2 separate regions of the Rattus norvegicus genome follow, and region 2 is linked to region 1. A link is a contact called in public Hi-C data. All regions are on one chromosome and are shown on one strand. Each heading gives the region's core, a stretch centred on a gene start, on an enhancer-like site or on the middle of the called end of the contact. The rest is flanking DNA. Distances are from core to core; before and after follow the strand shown.

What was found. A called contact is a pair of places that touch in the nucleus more often than the background predicts.
Region 2: a Hi-C map of kidney shows a contact between it and region 1, with 1.9 times the contacts expected there. The contact joins the promoter of Hif1a here to the enhancer-like site in region 1. A contact is called at or near these places in 2 of 12 Hi-C or Micro-C datasets (Schwann cells and kidney) and 1 of 1 datasets of contacts at active chromatin or transcription factors (oligodendrocytes).

The regions. Positions count from the first base shown.
Region 1 is chr6:98,156,637-98,163,267 of GRCr8, forward strand. The region is part of intron 9 of Prkch (protein kinase C, eta); the gene reads left to right. Among named protein-coding and RNA genes, the nearest start is that of Prkch, 130 kb to the left of the region's middle. Within about 2 kb of position 4,180, at least 3 of the 93 cell types and tissues checked have an H3K27ac peak or open chromatin away from gene starts, as enhancers often do.
Region 2 is chr6:98,356,895-98,363,677 of GRCr8, forward strand. It overlaps Hif1a (hypoxia inducible factor 1 subunit alpha), which reads left to right and starts at 3,004. Exons shown (of 15, transcript NM_024359.2): 1 at 3,004-3,364. The coding sequence starts at 3,330.

The DNA of each region.
Region 1 (6,631 bases), core at 2,930-5,429:
CTGCTAGGAACTCAGGTCACCAGAGGACTTGGAGGCCTTTCTTGGATCTGGCAGAAAGTGGTGGGCATCTCTTTCTTCATTTTGCAGCTTTTGCTGGGCCAGTCTCTCTGCCCCGATAACCATCTGGAGTTTTACTACAAAATAAACCATGTTCTCTCTGAGATCAGCCCTTCTAATGTGTTCCTACCACCTCATCACACGAGGGACATTATCATCTCTCCCACTTAGTTATCTCCCATACTTGCTGTGACAAACTATGTGATGAAGTCAACTTAAGGGTTTGTTTTGGCTCGCAGTTTGAAGGTATCGTCCATCATGACAGGGGAGCCATGACAGCAGGCACTGGAAGCAGCTGGTTAGGTCACATCCATAATCATGAGGGAGGTAAACACTAAGACTTCTTCCACTTTTATACAGTTGGGGAACCCCTGTCCACAGGACGGTGCCACTCACATTTAGGGTGAGTCTTTCCATGCCATTTAACTTAATCTAGAAAGTTGCTCACAAGTTTGTCTTCTAGGTGGTCATAGATCCTGTCAAGTTGTTTCCCTTGTCTGCTACATAGACTGGTCAGGATTCATTAAAAGACAAGGCTATATAACATGTTCTGGCCACCAAAACACACTTGCCTTGGGGAATTGTGAATCCTTCCAGGTTCAAGGGCCAAGCTCCTAAACCTTTGTCTGCTACGGCAGAGACAGAAGAACCTTATCAAAGATGAGTCTCTGTCAGGACAAGGTATACCTTGACCCCATGCTTGACACAAGGGTTGCTAGGCGATTGGATGAACATCTTATTGGGTGTGCAAGATGACAAAAAACAAAACCATTAGGCTCCCTCTCACTGTTTCTTCTGTGAAGCCTTTGCAATCATTCTTAATGTGGTTAAAATCAAGTGGTTTCCAGTTCGGGCATGGTGCAATCAGATTTCCTCACAAGGGTGCTTTCCACCATGACCTCTTTGACGTCAGAAACTGCTTCCTGTTGATGTGAACTCTGTCCCTTTTAACCCTGAAGATGATGTGGTCAGCAAAAATAATGAAACAGTAAGGCTTAGGAGACATTCAGCGTGGGGCTGTCTATTCCCGGAGACTTCCTTCTCGCTCACAGCTCTTAATAGCACTCTGCAGCTTTCAATATAGAGCTTGTTATTCATATGGAAACACTGCCCTGCAGCTCTTAGAGTTTGATGAGTGTAGATAGGCCTTCCAGTTCAACGGTGCCCTGAATCACTATCTAAATTATTCATAACCATAAATGTAATTGCTATTCTTTGATTTTTTTTTCCTCCATCTTCGCTGTGGCCAATGTGCCATGACTGTTTCTTACTCAAAACATTCCATTCCCCAAACAACGTATCTGCAAGTGAAACATATTTGTAAATCAAAATGATTGTGTAGTCTAGTTTTAAACAAAGAAAAATCCTTCTTAATGTGTCTTATAAGAATGAGCAAATGCTACAGAGGGAAAGGGTCTACCACGCAAAGTCTTTACTGGCACATTGCAGTCTGCCGGGCAGCCCATTAGTTTTGCAAGAATAATGTTTTAAAATCCATAAAGCTGAGAATCATAATCTTTATTCAGTGTTAGAAACCTAGGAAGCTGAGTGGAACTGAGTGCTTGGTTCGTATCGTTTTGGTTTTCAGCACAGTTTTGTGACTCTTATAAAGGCATTCTAGAATGAAAGTCCTTACCTGGGCAAGGTCATTGCTGTGTGGCATTAGTGTCTGTACTTCAACAGCTAGACTTGGGGATAGGGGGACTTTCATCTCCATGGATCTGCTAGACTTCGGGTTGACCTTAAAGTAGCTATGTAGGCAAGGCTGTCTGTCTGTCTATCTCTCCTTTGTATACATGTGTTATGTGTGCGTGTCTGTGTGTCTCTCCTTACCCCCGCTGTTTGTGTGTGTATGTATGTGTGTGTGTGTCTGTCTGTCTCTCCTTGCCCCCATGTGTGTGTGTGTCTGTCTGTCTGTCTCTCCTTGCCCCCATGTGTGTTTGTGTGTGTCTCTCTCCCCTTGCGTATATGTGTGTTATGTGTGTACGTCCATGTATGTGTGTGTGTGTGTGTGCGCGTACGTGTGTGTGTGTCTGTCTGACTGTCTGTCTCCTTGCCCTTCCACTTGTGTGTGTGTGTGTGTCTGTCTCCTTGCCCCTTCACCTGTGTGTGTGTGTGTGTGTGTGTGTGTGTGTGTGTCTGTTGTATATAATGGATAGCTGTTGGATGGGCTATAGTTCTAGTCACAGGGCCATGTTGGCTGAAGCTGTAGTGGAGAATTATGAAAAAGGAGTGATAAATAGTGACAGTTGCTATCATGTTTTGAGCGCTTTCTGTAGGCCAACTACTGGTTAAAACTCTTGCCTTAACAGAGTTAGTTGCTGTGAACTTTGAAGGTAGTCATTTTGACATTGCCGTTTTGCAAGGTGAGTTGAGGTAAGGGAAAGGAAGAGAGGGAGAAGAAAAGAGAAAGAGAGAGGAAATTTGAATAAAGGTCAGCAGAAGCTGCCTGTGCCTACTGAGAATTTTGGGTCCACAGCTCAGGTATTTTCACAGAGATACCAAGGACTTGGCACTGGGTGGTGTCTCCCTTACTACCTCCTCATAAGTCCCATTTGTTAGGATTCTGTTGAAAGGGCCTGGTGCTCTGAGGCCCTTTGCTGCTGTTTATGATGGGATCCTATGATCACTGTTGCTATAGGCATTTTATCTTAGATTTTAAATCAAGAAGCTCCTTGTTCCTTAAAAAATTGTATGTATTTTACTTAAAAATTTCCTGGAAATCACAGAAAACATACTTGAGGCTATACAAGAAAAGAACTGAAAATAAAGATTCACAAATGTAAGAGGCATTGTGGTATCTGAGGTAAGGAATTGACCAGACCTCCCAAAGGGATGTAAAAGTGAAAAGACACAAGGGGCCCTGGTGAGGTCTTCTAATCCCGCTCGTGGTCTCATTTCTGCTCTACTCCATTTCCTGCTTCATCTTTAACCTTGCATTGACCCGTCTGTCTATCTATCCATCTGTCTGTCCATCCACCCATCCATCCATGCACCATTCTGTTACACTAAAGGATTTAATGTGTTCCTGCCACACAGACAGCCTCAGCTCCTTGGAGTCACGTTCGCTCGGTTCTTACAGCTGAGACTGAATTAAAACTCTTTGTCTCAGTTTGAATATTCTGGGAAATGTAGGGCTTGTCCCAGTCAGTCGTGGGCTGGAGACACAGCAGTTGTCTGCATGGCCCTGGACAGATACCTCCAAAGGTGTCCTTCACAGCCTCCTTGCAATCGTCGAATCATTTTGTCACTTGTCCCATCTTAGCTGAGCTCTACAACACAGCAGGCTTTGCCTCATGTAGCTGCGTGTCTGTCCAGCTCCCAGGAGCAACCCATAATGAGAACTCTGAGAAGGGCCTCCCACTCTGAGAGATATGTTTATCTCCTGTTGCCGGAGAGCCAGGGCAGAAAGCTGGCACAGGCCTGGGTTAAAGGCACCAGGGCAGGTGATGACAGGAATTTTATTATTGCCATGCGCCAGCTCCTTGAACTCTGTGCCTGTAACTGATACAGGGCGTGGGACAAAGGGATTTCTGAGCTGCTTTGATTCTCTCAGGTGTTCATCATCCCATGCTGATGGCTTGCATTTGTGGTTAGTTGAATCAGAGACCAGAGAGAGGCACACCGGATAGACAAAGGGCTTGGCTTTGAAACTGAAGCTCAACCGGTCTCCTGGACATTGGGTTTCCTACCACACAGGTCAGGGCAAATCTGCCTCAAAAGAGCCAAAGCCACAGGTGACGCGCAGCAGATGCTTGGGCTCAGCTTCTAGGACACTGGACATAAGGGATCCTGAAACAACTGCGTATGCAGATTTTAAGTACAGAGAGAATCCCCTGGCTGTCTCTGCCAAGGTAGGATTAGCAGAGCCCTCCCTGCCTTAAATCCATTACACAGTCCCTCCCTAATAATTCAGGATTTCCCCAAAGGGCTTCATCTTATTTTGCAGCAGTGTGGACTGGGCAAGTAACCGTCAGGAGGAGGGCTTTGAGGCTCTCCAAGATGTAGGACTCTCAGCTCCTTCTCCAACACACTGCCATGCTTCCCACCACAATGATAATGGACTGAACCTCTGGACCTGTAAACCAGCCCCTATTAAATGCTGTCCTTTATAAGAGTTACCTTGGTCATGGTGTCTGTTCACAGCAGTAAAACCCTAACTAAGACACCCTCTTTAGCAGACATTTTAGAACAGGGTCAATAAAAGTTCAGGTCTCTAGAAGTTTCTTTGCAATTACAAATTAAAACATGTTGCTGATCAATAAACCTAATTTTAGCTTGTACCTTGTCACATGACTTTCATAAGCTAGGTCTTGTCTTCACTCCATCCTGGTTGCCTCTCCTCAATCTCGATTTTCCTTTCTCCCCGACTGAGGTGCTGGTAGCAGCCAAGGGGCTGTGAATGGTACCCTGTATTCTAGGTTGGTGCCAGGCCTATAATAGACGTGAGGCTCTGGATGGAAAGAAGGAAGAGCACTGAACAAAGCATCCTTAGTTTTTAATCTAAATATCCTGTTTCTCTCCAGATAGAGCAAAGGAGAAAGTGCCAGATTCTGTAGGCCGAGATCTGTCCCCCACCCCCACCCCCACACCGGCCTATAGCCAGAGCCAAGATGGAGGACAAAGAGAAGACCTGAAGGCAGCATATTCTACCCCCCCTGCAGTTTAGGGCAGGGCTCAGCTTTTTAGAATTTGGGATATGAAAGGGATACTGTATGTGGAAGAGAATTCCTTCTAGCTGCCCTTGTCCTCTCATGACCACTGCCAAGCACACCGACAGCAGCCCTAGAATGGCCACTTACCTCTGGACTGACTTCCAGTAAGGGATGTTCACTTAAGTGGGGCTCTGAGTGGCTGGCTGCTTCTGTGAGGAGAACATCCACGAAGAAGGTAGACAGTCTGGTTCACGAAGTGTGAGGCTGCACTACTTATTCAGGGATGCTGCAAAGTGGCTTCTCCATCCAAGTCTTCCCCACACCCTGGGGCTACCCCTCCAGATGAGTTCTATGTCCCTGGAGTGCCAACCTGTCACACAAGTCATTTGCTAACATGCCCAACCCACCCGACTCCTGTCCATGGAATATAGGCCAGCTATTGCTCATGTGAACCCATCCACCCAATTCTATCCCTCCCTTTGCCAATTGCACTCGAATGAGGGCCTTTAGCTTGGTCACAAAGCCGGCTAGATTTGTATAGTTTTCCTTTGGGCTATGGGATGGCCTGAAGAGTTGAGTTGGTGGTAGGTAGTCTTGTCTATATGAACTTTGTCACTTTGTTTTCTGCTCTTAAATAAATTTATGCTTCTAGCACGTATTATATATGTTAATATATATAATGTACAATTTCAAACTCCAAGAAAAGGTGGGTTCTTGCTTACATAATCCTTTGATAAAGCATCAGTTCGCGCACACACACACACACACACCACATGGTTGGTTCCCTCCCATTCTGATTGAGGTTTCACTTACTGTAGGAAGTAGGTGGTGTCACGGGTTGCACTGCCCTGACTGAGATCAGCTTGATACTGCAGCAGTGGTGCACTGGAAAGTGAGCCAAAGCCAGACTCCCCAACATTGTTCAGCCCAGCTGCCCCCCACTGCCCCTAGCAAAATTGGTAACATTTCAAACTGTAAGTAAAGGCGGGTTCTTGCCTGCACGCATCCTTTGATAAACTGCCAGTTTGCCTACACAGTGACCACATACATTCCCACCCCCAGAAAGGGCAGCGTGACATTGAGGGATGGCCCTCACCTGCAGGCCTTGACTCACAGAGATCAGGCACCTCCCTAAGCCTCATGCAGGTGTCAAGTGTCCCATTTCCTCTACTGCTTTCTCCATGGCTTTACCAGAATGTTTAGATTTGCTGTTTGTATTTTAAGAACCCATGTTCCTTGCCCCAGCTTTTCTAGGGTGGAACTGATCTGATCTGGCGGGAGGGGTCTTTGTTTCGCCCCCAACATGCCATTCAGTGCTCAGGGAAAGAAGTGAGGGAATCCACTGATGCTAGAGGTCTGTAACACAAGCCTTACCCTGTGTATCTCAGGGCAGCTTGCTGGATGGACCTTTCTGCCATTAAACAGTCCGACCATCCACGAGTTCTTGGTGCACTCTCGCATGGTCCCTACCTAGGTTTCTACAGAGGGACCTTGTTAGGAGCCCATTTTCCCTGTCTGGTAAGTCGCTACAGGTAGAGGCCCCCAGTGTGCTTTACATCCACTTGTAACTCATGATGTTTAGATGGACCAGAGTCTGTCAATTGTGCTTCCATTTGTCCGTGCTCTCTAAAGAGGTTTACCTGTTCTATGTATTCTGCTCATTTGTGAGCAATGGAGTGCCCTCCCCAGTGTCCTCTACTCTGGGATTAACCCTGTGTGCCCCACTGAAGACATTTGCCTAGGACTTAACCTCCATGCTCTCTTCCCTTAAGGTTTCGGGCTGGAATGAGAACCAAGGTCTCTTGATCCTTCCCCATGGTTAGTGATGTAGAAAGTCAAGGTTGTGTGGAACTACCTGAAGGAGATTTCCATGCCGCTCCTCCCTGAGATCACAGACCTGACCCCACACGGGGCCAACC
Region 2 (6,783 bases), core at 1,754-4,253, 200 kb after region 1:
AACAGCGATAGCAGATGCAAATATGAATGAAAACTGGAGTCACTTTTCAACACTCATCTTCCCTGCACAGTTCGATGTCGTTTAAACTGTGTGCACCTGGGATGTTTCACTTTCAGGAGGCTCATTGCTCCGGTACTTTTTTTCTGAAGTAATTTAAATTCAAGTTTTACCCCGACTCCTTGGTGAATCAGTGCCAATGAGGTTAAAGGTCAACGACGTCATTTCGCAATGTTCTCTTAGACGCCTTAGTAAGGTCTGCAAAGTGAGTTGGAGTGGACCTTGGACAGTTGTGCAGATTATGAAAGGAGGAAAGCAGACTGCTCACCCACATGTACTTATTTGGTAGCAACAGAAATGCATGTGTTAATAGATAGCTCAGAAATAGAGTGGTTTTCATCTTATTCAATGGGAAAATTCGCCTTTTAGGGTTCTGTTGCTAGCAGGATTATCTGAATTAGGAGATAGTAGTTGGCACTTTGTAACTTAACTACTTGGTTAAATATTACCGCTCTCCACAGTTGTATATATTTGTAGCCATGCACAAAATATCATATTTTGTAAACTTTTAAAAGGGAATGGAAACGAGGAAATTGTAATACATAGTCAAAGATAACCTGTTCGCTGAATTATCGTTCTGTTTAAACTTTTCGAAATGATTTTTTAAAAAAAAACCTTTGAGTGAGATAGACCTGCTATTACACGGTGCTCATATTTTTATTCCAAGAGCATTATATTCTATAGCTGTGATCTCTGGCGGGAGAGAAAAGATTGGTGCTTCAGCAACTTCCCTGTTTACAGAGATACAAACCTTCTGGGAAGTTACAATGTCAGAAAAGGGGGCGGGGAGTCTATAAGCATTTGTGCTACCTCAGTTGGCATTTTTTTTTCTTTTTCTTTTTTTTTTCTTTTTTTCGGAGCTGGGGACCGAACCCAGGGCCTTCCACTTGCTAGGCAAGCGCTCTACCACTGAGCTAAATCCCCAACCCCTCAGTTGGCATTTTTGAGCAGTTGGAACCGGTTAATCTACAGAAGCCCGACCAGTTGCCACTAGCACGGATTTGGGGATAAGAAGAACAAGACCCCCAGCATTTAATGATGGCTTCCTATCGCCCTATGTGGTTTCAAGTGCTTTCTGGATGCTATAATCACCCCTAATTCAGGAGCATAAATACCACCTTCTCTCTCTTACAAGTGACTAAACTGAGGCACAGAGAGTGACATGATGGTGAGCACTGGTGCTTATAACCAAGCTCACTCTGAATTCTGCAGCCATTCTTCTTAACACTGTGTTTTCCGGGTGTCACAACAGAAAATATTTCCATGATTAAAAACAAATGAAGGACAAGCAATTATTTTTGGTCTTTTACTCTATCTATCTATCTATCTATCTATCTATCTATCTATCTATCTATCTATACTCCCTGTAGCTCTTTCAGAGGTATGTTCTAGATTCCAAACAAAAATACTGCTCAAGTCAATTTATATAGTCTTAGCTTCTTTTTTGAAGCCAGGACCTTGTGCATACTAGACCACTGCTCTCCGACTGACTAAGCTAAATCTCCAGCTGTGTCTTCATGGGTCTATTGAGAGGCTTTATACATTGTTTATTGTCTTATTAGACCTGGACACCATTTGTATTTATTGGGGGGCGTTGTTTTTGGATTTGAATGCAATTTAAATCTGCCACAGATGTCTACATTATTATACAACCCAACGTTAGATTGTAACGATGTACTAACAAGGCAAAGAAGAGCTATTAAACAGTCAAGTGTCAGGTCAGTTTCAGAGACCTCAGATTCAGATCTCCAACACGTGTGTGTGTGTGTGTGCGTGTGTGTGTGTACATGTGTGTGTGCACACGCAGGTGCATGCAGTGTTCCTTTGTTGGGCTTGGAATACATTAAAATTAAAAAAAAAAAAACTAACAAACATCATACCCACAGACCTAACATTCATGCTTCCAAAGACCGACCAAAAGTGATTGCTTTAATCCATAGTTCCCAGCACAGCCGGTGAGCAGTCCTGTCAAGGTCTGTAGGTTGGAGGATGCATTCTTCCTTCTTTCAGTCTAAACAGTGAACTTTAATAAACTCAGTCTGAAACAATTCTTGCACCTTTTCTGCATCTATTTAAGATTATCTTTGTCTTTTTTTTTTCAAAGCAACATAATAGCAAAATAAGTCTACTCAATGCTTTTTCCTGCCTTGTCACTCAAATTCAGGCTTGTGCTCTCACTTATTGAAGCTGTTATTTATGTGTAAATTAAGATAGTTTATTTTAAAATGGCCCTGCAACTTCACTCGCCTTGAGAGGTTTTGCAAGAGGGATTTGTTTTATATTTTTATTTGCATTTGCTCAGTAGTCAAACTTTGGCCCAGAAAATCGTTAATGACTTGGAGACTTCCCTTGTTCTGTGGCAGAGAGCAGAGACTGAGCTTCGTCCGGTCACCTGGGAAGGAGAGACCCCACTCTAACAGCAGGGGGCTGGCTGCCAGAACACAAAGTTGGCTGTTTTTGCAACTGGAAACTCAGGAGGGATGGGCGGGGACCCGGTCCAACCACGCAACTAAGGAGTAAGCGAGCCTCAGACAACTCCACAGAGAGCAGGGCAGTGTGAGCACGTTCGGACACAGGCTTAGCATCCCACTTGCTCCAGCAGCGCCTCCCAAGGCCAGACGCAGCTTTCCATTGAAGGCGCAGAGTCCCCAGACCTGGGCTCAGCCGCACCCGTCGGTCGCCCCTTTCTCTTCTCTCCCTAGCTGCACACAGACGAGCACGTGAGCTGGGCAGCTCGCCCCAGCTGGGGCTCAGCTGACCTCCTCCTGATTGGCTGAGAGCAACGTGGGCTGGGGTGGGGCCTGGCCGCCTGCGTCCTTTCCCATTGGCTCTCGGGGAACCCGCCTCCGCTCAGGTGAGGCGGGCCCGCGGGTGCGCGCGTCGGGCTTAGCGGGCGCGCGCAGCCCTTTGCTCCCCTCCCCTCGCCGCGCGCCCGAGCGCGCCTCCGCCCTTGCCCGCCCCCTGCCGCTGCCTCAGCGCCTCAGTGCACAGAGGCTCCTCGTCTGAGGGGACGCGAGGACTGTCCTCGCTACCGTCGCGAGCAGTGTCTGGCCAGGCCTTGACAAGCCAGCCGGAGGAGCAACTAGGAACCCGAACCAGAGCCCGGCGAGCGCAGCCTGCAGCTCCCGCCTCGCCGTCCCGGGGGGGTGTCCCGCCTCACACCCCGCCTCTGGACTTGCCCCTTTCTCTGCGCGTGAGGACAGAGCCGGCGCTTAGGCCGGAGCGAGCCCAGGGGCTGCCGGCCGGGAAGACACCGCGGGCACCGATTCGCCATGGAGGGCGCCGGCGGCGAGAACGAGAAGAAAAAGTAAGCCGGGCCGCCGCGTTCTGTGGGCTGGCCTTTTTTTGTCTCTGCTCCCCTTCCGTCCCCCCCCCAGCCTCACGCGCCGGGCTCCCCCGCGGTCCACGTCGCCATCTTGGCGCGGGGGGTGGGAGTCGCGGGCCCAGCGCTCGGCGGGGCTGGGGTCTCCGCCCCGGACACCCGCCCCGCGCCTTCGCAGCCCAGCCTGCCCCGCGCGCTCATCCGGCCGAGCCGGCCCCGGCCGAGTACGCCCCTAGCTCCCGCGCCTTCCCGCCCCGGACCTCCGCGTTTGCCGCGAGCACCGGGCCCCGGGCGGACCCTGTGCGCGCTGCCAGCTTCCTGGGGTCGAGGCCCTCCGAGGCCGACCCCGGGCTCCCCGGAGCCGCCTCGTTGTACCGCGGCCGCCGCTGCCTTTGTAGGTTAGGGAGTTTCTTCGGGGGGCCGGAAGATGCTAACTTTCTAGTTTGCACGTGCAGGTTTTGTTGGAAACACTTGCCACCATCAGAGTAACGGGAATTTAGGAAAATGGCATCATTTTAAATAACTTACAGTTCCTACAAACTTGTGTTTGCATCACCTGTCAGGAGAGCCCAGACGTTATGTATGAATATGAGTATGCCTCGTTCACTCCTGAAAATAACTTACCGATAGTTTCGGTTAAACTTAGGCCGATAATTTAATGAGATGGGGTGGGGGGTGTATATAATGAAAGCAAATGAAAACCAGCAGTTAGAATGTTGCAAGTTTATTGGAACACCTGCAAAGAATTGTATCCAAAAAAACATACATCCGAAGTGAGAAATCGTGTGTGAGAACTCAGTGTAAGTTTATGAAACATCCTGTGGTTTGAGTCTGAGAACATTATAGGCTTACGAGTGCAGCTAGTAGTGGTAAGATCGATCCCTGCCGCCAGCACACAGTTTTGTCTACTTCGATATTTTAACCTTGAGAAAATCAGTTTAAGAAGTTGAAGGTTTGTTGTAAGAGCTGTGGTTACAAGGCTGGCTTAATTCTTAAGTCCTTCCAGTCTTCTGGAAGAGATTAATTCCCCTTATCCATATCCGCAGAAGAGATAAATGTACTCATTTTCTTGCTCTTCTGTACATCCCTTCCTTGCCTTGGTCTTTATTCCATAGAACGTCCAGGTCTTGGATGCACCAAAGAAAGCACTTTGAAAATGTTTTAAAGTGAGCATGCAAGTCTAGACTTAACTCCAGGAGTTACCAGAATTAGTTGCAATTAATTTCGCAGAAGTGACTACAATGCTTTTGATGAAATGATGGGCTGCTATTCTCTAAACCTTAGGCAGATTGCCATTGTGTACTTACTGTCCTTATTAAATGCTGAATTATATTATATTAATACACTATACCAAGTAATACACCAATCATGTCTCTTTCATATACACTGTTTGTGTGTGTGTATGTGTGTGTGTGTGTATTTAATCAAAAGTAGTCTTACAATGGATAAGTAAGTTAATTGTGCATCGGGTCCAGTTCTAAATGGTTTTTAGGTTTTCCTCAGAACCATCTGTTAATTTAATTTTTCTTGTTTGAGATGTTAGCAGCTTTAGATCAGATGGGATTATATTTCTTAATATAGAGGTTCTTAATATCACTAAAAGATAATAAACATGAGTGATGGGTCACTCAACACTTAGGTGCTATGTATTAAGTATGTCTTTTTGTAATCATAATTTTGTTGAAAGATTGAGAGGTAAAATTTTTCTTTCTCCAATTAGTCCATCTTAAATGAGCCTCCAAAGTGAACAGGTGGGAAAGAATTTTGCTTTTTTAATAGAGAGTATAGAAAACTCAAATCTCAAAGATTTGGAAGAAAGCAGAACAGAAAGTGAATAATAGATTTAACAGTCGGTATGTGCTGTGTCTGACTCCTTAGCTGTTGGTACTGAACTTGATTGACCTAATATGTATATGGATTCTTAGATTTCAAGAGAATGTCAAGCTCATTCTGTTTCTAGCTTGTAGCTGAACTTTCAAATCCCTCCCCCCAAATAGTTATTGGGTCACTAAAATAAAATCTCTTAAAGATGTTTCTTAATTTCTCCTTTTAGCGTTGGTCACTAAAAATCAAGAAGTTTATTAATAAAATTTTTATTATAATTTAGCTTTCCTCCTTGTTTGAGGAATCAGTAGTCTACTGATTTAGATAGAGGATACAGATAGATAACCACAAGTTGGAGTCCCAAGCCTTTCCACTTGTGATTGTTGGCAAGTTACTGAATACTTGTGGATTATATACCCCCCCTCCCAAGAGGATAATACTAGCCTTCTGAAAATAAGATAATGCATTTAAAAACCTTAGGCCAGCACATGGTTTGTAACACATTATATACTTGAACATGGGTGTTAACTGTTATAGTTCAGACTTTCATAATCTTCAAACCTTTCTTCTGTGCCTTCATGCATTTTTTTTCTTATATTCAAAAAAATGAGAAGACTGGCTCTGAATTGAAAGGCTAGAAAGGTTCTTTCCTACTGAAGCCCTGTCCTTGGACCATGGCATCTGGCATCTAGGATCAGTTGTTTCACTGAACATATGATAGACTCTAGGCACCTATCACAGTTCCCCATCCCAGTGTTTCCTCCCTAACTAGGTCATTTTGAATCTACTCTGGGCTCTAGTCATAAACATATGCGGCTCACGCTGTTCACTCTAGCAAGAGACACCTAAGGTAATGTAGTTTTAGAACTGGTAGTGACTTACTTTTTTTTCCCCTTGCCCTGATGCTCAAGTTTTGAGTAGACAAGTATAAATACTAGTTTCTGCAGGAATTTAATAGAAATATGGTATTTTGCTTATGTCTACCTCCATAGTTAAGACTATTGGCCTTCATCTCAAGGCAAGGCTTTCAACTTGTGTTGATCAGATGTTTACAGCTTAGTTTTATGAAAAAAAACTAAGGACACTCTTATTTAGCGTTTACTTAGTTATCAGAGTATTTTAACATGTTCCAGTCCACTCCAAAAGCACTTTGTGAAGTCTACAGATTGTCCCAACTTTCTGTGGTTTAGCTTTGTGTCTCTGATGGTGTCCAGGCTCAATCAGTTATATTGTGCTTACATCCCAGTGTTTTGTATGCCGTGGATGGTGTAGGAGGCTAAGGCAGATTAGTCTCTTGACTTTTGTTGTTGTTAAGAATTAAACAGTTTGGGGTTGGGGATTTAGCTCAGTGGTAGAGCGCTTGCCTAGCAAACGCAAGGCCCTGGGTTCGGTCCCCAGCTCCAAAAAAAAGAAAAAGAAAAAAAAAAAGAATTAAACAGTTTATGATGTTAGTTGTATGATTATTTCCATACATGAATACTAGAGATTTAGGTTAAAAGATGGGTATCTGAAACACTACATGACCTTTTTTTTTTTTTTTTTTTTTTTTTTTTTTTTTTTTTTTTAATCTGAGGTTATTA